2 separate regions of the Mus musculus genome follow, and region 1 is linked to region 2. A link is a contact called in public HiChIP or PLAC-seq data. All regions are on one chromosome and are shown on one strand. Each heading gives the region's core, a stretch centred on a gene start, on an enhancer-like site or on the middle of the called end of the contact. The rest is flanking DNA. Distances are from core to core; before and after follow the strand shown.

Region 1 (3,919 bases), core at 1,228-3,727, 310 kb before region 2:
TCATTAATCAATCACACCTGAGCTGTACTTTACATGTCCCTGTGCACATACCACACATACATACACATACACACATATATATGCCACATACATGAACACAGACTCATACAGGCACACACATATGCACACACACGCACATTCATATACCACATACACACATGTGCACACACATACACACACTCATGCACACACACACACACAGACACACATCTTCATATACCACACACACACACACACACACACACACACACACTGGAATGAATGATGAAAACACCAAATTATCAATAACTAGTTATACAAGGTTATCTTTAACAAAAAAAAAATTTTTTTCAACAAAATAAAATTGTTGTATTTTGAACTGGGCATGGCGATACACACCTGTAATCCCAGTACTTAGGAGGCCGAGACCAGCATGGCCTATATAGTGAGACTGTACCCAAACAGAGGAAAATATGGGGGAGAAATAATTGCTACATTTTATGCTCTACTTAACATAAGAAAGGAAATTCACTTAAAATATGACAGTAATCTAGGCCTGCTTCAGCATCACTACTAAATATTAGGGGAAATGTTACCAACTAACCTAAAACTTTCTGTCAGGAGAAACGTCTCTGTCAAAACAATATGTAAAACACACACAAAAATCAGAATTTTCTTTGCTATTATTCTATCCTCCCAAACTGTCCCAGTAGAGCCAGCAGAGGGAGCACAACCATTGTGGGTTTGAATGTGTGCCTTTAAAAAAAAAAAAAAAAAAAAAAAAGCCTTTTCTCCTGGATTTTCAGATCCTTTATCATGATTGACAAAAATGATAAATCACAAATATTATTTGCCACTGGTAAATTGTCTCAAAAGTCACTTTTATTGAACAAGTGTCAAAACATTTTCTTTATTCACATTTTAGTTAAAAAAAAAAAAAAGTAATGCATGTCTGGTATAAAGGCGAAACAAACCCGGGGGAAAAATGCTTACAAAGTTAATAATCTACCTTCTATTCTGATCCATATTATGAACAGACTGGAATGTGTCTTATAACTTATTTTTAAAAAGTATATGTATATGTGAATATATGTCCTATGTGGATCATCTCTGAGTGTTTCCTACCCAATATCGAATAACGTCTTTGGGAGGAAAAATGAAATAAGCACAACGTTAGGACACGTAGTATAAGTACTTCCTGTGCAGAGCTCAGGAGTTCAGCCCTGCCGTGCAGGTGCTGCGGTCCACATGGAAACGGTGCGCATGCGTGATGCATGGGGAGCCCGTGTGCAGGTCCCTTCCTGAGATGTCATGAGGAAGACGAGGTAAACTGATTTCTAAGTCACGATTGATATTGCTAGTGTCTTCATAACACAAGATAGCAGCAATAAACTCAACCGCTTAAAGGGGGATTTTTTTTGTTACGTGAAATTAAAATACATTCTCGAATTTTTGGAATATTTTATAAATTCTAATGCAATGGAATGATCCAGTGTTTCTCTCCCAGGTGCACTGAGCCTACTTTCATTGTTTAACCAAAGGAAGGTAAAGGCTACAGGTATAGATATGATACTTTCTCCCACACAACAGGAAGAATCTTTCAATTTCTCGATGGTTTCCATCCTGTCCAATCCCTTTGCAAAGAGCTCCGGATAAATACGCATCCTAGGATATAAAGACACCAAAGTCCAGAGACCCTGCTTGCCAACGCTACCTCTGTGAATTCATTTCTGAACCCAGGGAATTTGCTGAAGCCAACACACCATGACTTGCTATGCAGTCCCATCACTCAGTTGATCTCCTTATTTGTCTCGGTGCCTACTAGACACGTTCTTGACTAATGCCAGTTGCTGTTGAACTTTGACCCCATATAAGTGTTAAGGTCTCCCACGTAGAAGAAGGAAATCTGCAGGAAGAGGATGGTGATGTGGGCAAATAATAACAATAACAACAACAATAATAATAGGGGAAACTGGAAGGATGACGGAAGGGAAGACCTTATTTACATGACTACAACATATTCTTTTTGGAGGTAAAGAATGTAATTAGTGAGCTGTGATTTCCTTCCCATCTCCTGAGAACAGAAAAGACCGTCTGTCTCTTGTGGTGGTTGTAATTTGCGTTTCGTTATGTTTTCTTTGCTAAGGGCTTTCAATGTTCAGAAAAATGTTCGAGTTACTGCACTTTGTAATAAAGTAAGAGGACACAGCACCGCGGTCCTCATTCCTCATTGACACAAACCAAGGAACGGGATGTCCAAAGCCTGGCTCAATGTCACAGGAAAGGCTGTTGCCGAAGTAGAGGTGGGCCCCCCCCCCCCCCCCCGAGAGCCCTTTAGGTTATCCACAAAATCAACACAAGCAGTCTAGATTTGTTATCTCGCCCCTTTCTGTCTCAGGCTGAGTGACAAAGAGTGCTTGGTGAGATACTGAGTAAGACTGACAACACAGGAAGTCCATTCTGGGGGCAAGCTGTGTGAGTGGCAGCCAAGCAGGAGGCCAGGAGGCAAGTCTGCGCACAGCTCCTTTCTCCCTAGCTCACCCCTACATGTGGCCCAGAGGCCGCAGTGATCCAGAAAAGGAGATGCTAAGGCCACGGAGGTTCCAGCTGCTTTGAAATTCACCGAACCAGTCCATTTCTAAGCATCTGTTAGCAAGAGGAAGCTGTGACTCAATGGGGGTGAAATGAGTCATCTAGACGACAGAGCCCTCGACATTTCCAAGTCGTTTGTGTGTTAATTCACAGATAATTTATATCCTTATTTATAAACTATGTTTAGAAACCGTCCAAGCGTTCAAGGAATCCTTTCTGACACAGTAGTGTGTTCAGTAAATCCAGTTCTTTCAAACATGTTAATACAGTTCTCAAGAATTCCTCCTAGATAGATCACATTTGAGCCTCAAATGTTGAACCTGAGGAGAAGTTATATCCAAACAGTCTCAGAGTGAACAACGGCCATAGGAGGAAGAGCTATTCATATGGAAACCACACCCACTGCTGAACTCACTGTTAAAACAGTCCGGGGGGACACTGTGAGTGTACAAAGTACACTGACCTAACCATGTGGCACAAACTTTGACTTATTTGTGCTACCACAGCAGTGTACTTCCCTGCAAATACAACAACAGTGATTCTACTGCAAACGGAATTTCACCGTCTTCCTGTAGACATGCCTTTCATGACAAGCATCTAGTCACGGATAACCTCTAACCAAATCAGGAAGAAAAAGAAATTCATCGGTAATTAGACACTAAACATCCCACTACTCCATCCATCATTTCTCCTCTACTACTGAATCATGACAAACGATACTTCTAAACAATGATAGTAATCAAGGTATGTTGTACAATGGGATATTAATAACCTTAGAATTAATTTTAAGATGAGCTGCTTATGTTTAAATGATTTGAAATATATATAGTATGTAAAAATCAGAGGCCCTAAAGTATGTTTCTTTCTTAACTCTTATTGTATACAAGATATGAAAACCCTAATTTCTAGGAAGGCATTCTATGATTTATTAGAAAATATCTTGTCATATTTTTAAAAATTTTTAGAATAACTTCTATTATGGTTCTCATTAAAAATGGATCCTTTTCTCAATACTAGCTATTTATAAAACAAAGAAACACACTAATCATTACAGAAGAGAATTCTTTTTATATCCTGTGTCCCTTACAGATGTTTAATCATTGGCAAAGAAATCAGAGGCTAGCTGCTCTTATCTGGAGAGTAAACATATCCAAGGAGGAAGATAGACACACAAGGACCCCCAAAGAGACTGAAAAGTTGCAAATTGTTTTTTCTGAAGAGAAAAGATCTCCTCTATGGTGGCAAAGACTCTAGCATGGAGTTCCTAAATCAAGAGACTGAAGAAAAACTACTGGTCTCATCAAAACTCCAAAAAAAAAAAAAAAAAAAAAAAAAAAAACGGGCTCTC
Region 2 (4,273 bases), core at 664-3,163:
CTTTTAAGCACACCTTCTAACCCCATCTTGTCCTAGCATCCTATTGAGAATTGGATTTCCCAACCTGTTTAGCAGACAAGGCATTGCAATTCACCAGGGTGATTTGTCTACTGCTGAATATTAGATGAGACAAAGATTCAAATCCAGGGTCTCACTCAACTTTAAAACCAACTGCTTAAAATAAGCAACATACTTATTCTTGTACTAAAAAGAAGGTAAGTGTTTCTCTAATGAACGACCATCCCTTAGGTGGTGTACATGAACGGCACTCACCTCCAGGTCTCAACTCCGTAGACACTTCCCACTACACACATTTTTATCCTTTCCATGAGCCTGCCTCCTTCTTCTTTATTCTTTCTCTTGCACATGTGGGAAGAGCATGTGTGCATCCATGTGGATATGTGAACAGGTGTGTGCAGGCCAGAGGTTGACAATCATTGTCATTTTCTTGAGACAGGATCTCTAACTGAACATACCATTCCCTGATCTGAGCAGGCTGAATGGCCAATGAGCTCAACTTGTGTCCCCTCCACCAACCACTGAACCAGAAGTAGAGGTCACAGAGGTTCTTAGCGGGTTCTGGGGATCTAAACTCAAGTCCTCAGTCTTGTACAGCAGGCACTTTCCCAATGGGGCCATTTCCTGAGCCCCTCATCTGTGTCTTCTGGGATTTGCCTTACGTTTTCTTCCCTGCCTAGAAAACATCTTGTCTAATATTTCTCTCTGTTCTCCCAAGATCTTGTCTATGGTACTTCATTCCCTGTGATGGGTACTTCTCTCTGTTAATATCTACATATGTCACCACTATGTCCCTCATCATACCTCAGCTATTGTGTAATGTATTTTCCCTCCTGGTCGAACTTGTTAATGGATCTACCATTTAGCTAATTGTGTGACCCTGGGAAAGTCATGGAATCATTCCATGGTTCAACTTAGAACATCCATTGTCAACTTCTAGCCTGAACATACTTGTTCATACAGCCACATAAATTCACACATGCACTTCCCACAAGAAAAAAAATAAAGTGAAAAGAGTCAGGCTTGTGGAGTGTTCACAACATTTGTAATATGGATATAATGACACAGGCACTTGTTTATATTTCCCTGGCTTAGCATGGTGACCCCTATCATGGAGCAAAGATTGCTGAGGTAACCCACAGAACTCCTTGGCTATACAGTTATGATAATGAAGGAACAAATAAAAACAATAATAATATAAAAATTACAATGAGAGCTATATCTATGGTAATAGTGAAGTTTTTCATCTTCCTTTATAGAAGGCATGGAGGAAGGTAAGCATTCCCCGATCTGAGATTCCTTTGTGGCTGCCTCCTGTCTCTCAGCTACACTTGCTCTTTGGAAGTCTTAGAGTTTGCAAAGGTTAAAGGATGGCAGAGGGTGGGTCTCTGGTGATGTAACTGTCATGAGTCATCTCCTCCATGGGGTGGGAACTTGGTGATGCAGCTGCTTTTGAGTCATATTTACTAAGTAACCTTTCCCCCAATAAACTCACTGCTTCCCACGCTGGACTTGGGTGGACTCACTGGTTTATTGGTGCATTGTGGTTAGCAAACACTTCCCTCACATCTCCCCAGGAAAAGCTGATTGACAGTACACAGTGGAATGTCGGGCAGAAGTGAATACTATGCATGCTGTAGACACTTTTTAACTGACTTTCAGAAATGTAGAATTTTCCTGACATGTAGTAAATTAAAAAAAAAAATCATCAACTGAACAATTGAACATTTCATTGTACCTTCCAGAGTCATTTCTCACTTAAAGTTTAAATATGCTGAGGTCTCATGCATGTTCTTATCAACGAGACAAGGAGCTCAGCCAAGAGTCACTATTAGATAAAACCTACAATAGGGAAAATGCTCACGCCAGGAGTGCTGGTGAGTCAGGGCAGGGTCATGAATCTTTCAATGCTGTCTTTGGTACCATAGAACTAAGGCCTGTGGGCTTCAGGGCTACTGCCATGGAGAACCCTCCAAAGCAGATCTAGGCAACCGTTTCCTTCCCTGACCGTGTGGACAACTCTGTCTCTCCTTTTGATTCTTTTGATGTTTTCCCATCCTTTCTCCTTATTTCCTAAGAACTACTTTTCTCTTTTTGATTTTTTTGTCCCTCTTCTTAAGTTGATCTTTTTCTGAAGTCCTTTTAACAAGTCTCAAAGTACTAAAACAATATATTAAGGAAACAAATAATTTGCAGCTCCAAATTGAAAGAAAATTGTGTGAGCGCTACAATAAACAACATCAAACTACTTAGCAAATTACTTGGAGGAGCAATTGGCTTGATGGAACAATAAGCTTGGTCCATCAGAAAAAAAAAATACTTCCTAACTAAAATTTTAAATTTCTAAATTTTTCCTTGAAGACCATGTGTATAAATATCCTTAGTATTATTATCTAACATGTATTAAACTCTCCATTGGCGCAGCATAACAAATTTTAAGAATCAGCAATACTTAAATGCAAATCAGAGCATTTAAATATTACATAGATCTATCCCTTACAGAACGGCTTGAAATTTCTGAGTAGAAGAGTGAAGATTGTACTGTTTTAAAAGACCTTCTTATGAACATTTACAGAGCTAGAGGGCAGAGGAATTTATTACAACTTTCTTGGGAATAATAATTCTTCACTTTTAGATCCTATTGTAATTGAAGTCTTGTCTGGTATTAGTGCAACTTAGAATTTTAAATATATAACAAGTTATTTATTAGACATTCTGCAAATAATTTCTGTAACTAAATTATCTTTAAAGCAAATGTTTGTCAGCATAAAGATAAAATCATTTTCAGTCACAAAAACTCATTTTCGGGACACAATGAAAGCAGTGGTAAGAGAAAAACTCATAGCTCTAAGTGTCTCCAAAAAGAAACTGGAGAGAGCTTACACTAGCAGCTTGACAGCACACCTGAAAGCTCTAGAACAAAAAGAAGCAAATTCACCCAAGAGGAGTAGACAGCAGGAAATAATCAAACTCGGGGCTGAAATCAACAGAATAGAAACAAAAGAACTGTACAAAGAATCAACCAAACCAGGTGCTGGTTCTTTTGGAAAATCAACAAGATAGATGAACCCTTAGCCAGACTAACCAGAGGGCACAGAGACAGTGTCCAAGTGAACAAAATCAGAAATGAAAAGGGAGACATAACAATGTAATATATCTTAAAATAATTATTCTGTTTGTTGAATATTAACAGTTGAAAATAGTAAAATCTTGTTCTACCAAAAAAAAAAATTGAAAAATCCAGGCAGACAGTTGTGGCACATGCCTTTAAGCTCAGCACCGGGGTGGCAGAGGCAGAGGTGTCTAATTCTAGGGCTTTCTTTCTTTAAATATTTTGTTCATTGATCTTTTCTTCTGCAGTATCTAACTTTCTGTGATCCCGTTGAGCAGAATTCATTAACAGACTTCACATCTCACCTCTGTAAGTTCTGTTTGAGTCCTTATAAATATAAAGACCTCCTCTGTCTACAAAGAGTGTGTGTTTTCCTGTAATTAATGGAACTTATGTACTGTGCTTGCTACAGATGTCTCAGCACTGTCTAACCCCTTCATTTCTGCTTTCTAAATGTTTAGTTATCCATTGTACGTTCCTACTTCTAGGCCTGCCTAGGATACTATTGAATGTTTCAGTTTATTATCTTCTTGCAAAGAGGGTTGAACTTTATTTTATTTGACAATTAAATTACACATGAACTAATTAGTGTGGTGTGCTATTTCAATTAGAACAGATTTTAAAAAGAAAAAAATACAAAAACAAAACAACAACAACAAAACCCCAACTCATTGTCAGAGACAGGTTCACAAGAGGAAAGTATAACAGATTTATTTGGTCAAATTTTTGCATATTATGAGGATTTCCAGAAATGAAAGTTCAAAGACCTTTGGAAAACCGTTCTGTTGCTTAGGCTTGATGAAGCATGAAAAGTCAGGCAGAAATGTGACAATTCGAGACAAAATGCACCATGTGAGAGTAATAGCTTGCAGAAGGACAATCACTGAGGCCTGCCTTCAGTGTGGCACTTTGTGGTTACTTTGTCATGCTGTGATCAAAGACTGTGACAAAGGCAACTCACTGGAGAAGGGGCTTCTCTGGATTTGCAGTCCCATTAGGAAACAGTGTGTCCTAGTGAAGAAGGCATAGTGAAAGGGGCAGGAAGCTCACTGGTCACTTCCCATCCTCACTCAGAAAGAGGAAAGCAAGCAGCAAGTGGAGACCACTCAAGTGTTCGTCCCCAGTGGCCCACTTCCTCCATTA

Evidence for each region. HiChIP or PLAC-seq counts read pairs in DNA pulled down with a chosen protein or histone mark.
Region 1: an HNF4G HiChIP or PLAC-seq map of pancreatic cancer cells shows a contact between it and region 2. The contact joins two enhancer-like sites. A contact is called at or near these places in 3 of 115 datasets of contacts at active chromatin or transcription factors (acute myeloid leukemia, embryonic stem cells and pancreatic cancer cells).

Annotation. Positions count from the first base shown.
Region 1 is chr14:105,921,704-105,925,622 of GRCm38.p6, reverse strand. No RefSeq gene overlaps it. Among named protein-coding and RNA genes, the nearest start is that of Spry2, 27 kb to the right of the region's middle. Within about 2 kb of position 2,477, at least 135 of the 459 cell types and tissues checked have an H3K27ac peak or open chromatin away from gene starts, as enhancers often do. A contact at or near this core is called in pancreatic cancer cells, where this site is marked.
Region 2 is chr14:105,613,196-105,617,468 of GRCm38.p6, reverse strand. No RefSeq gene overlaps it. Among named protein-coding and RNA genes, the nearest start is that of Mir6390, 8.4 kb to the left of the region's middle. Within about 2 kb of position 1,913, at least 59 of the 459 cell types and tissues checked have an H3K27ac peak or open chromatin away from gene starts, as enhancers often do. A contact at or near this core is called in pancreatic cancer cells, where this site is marked.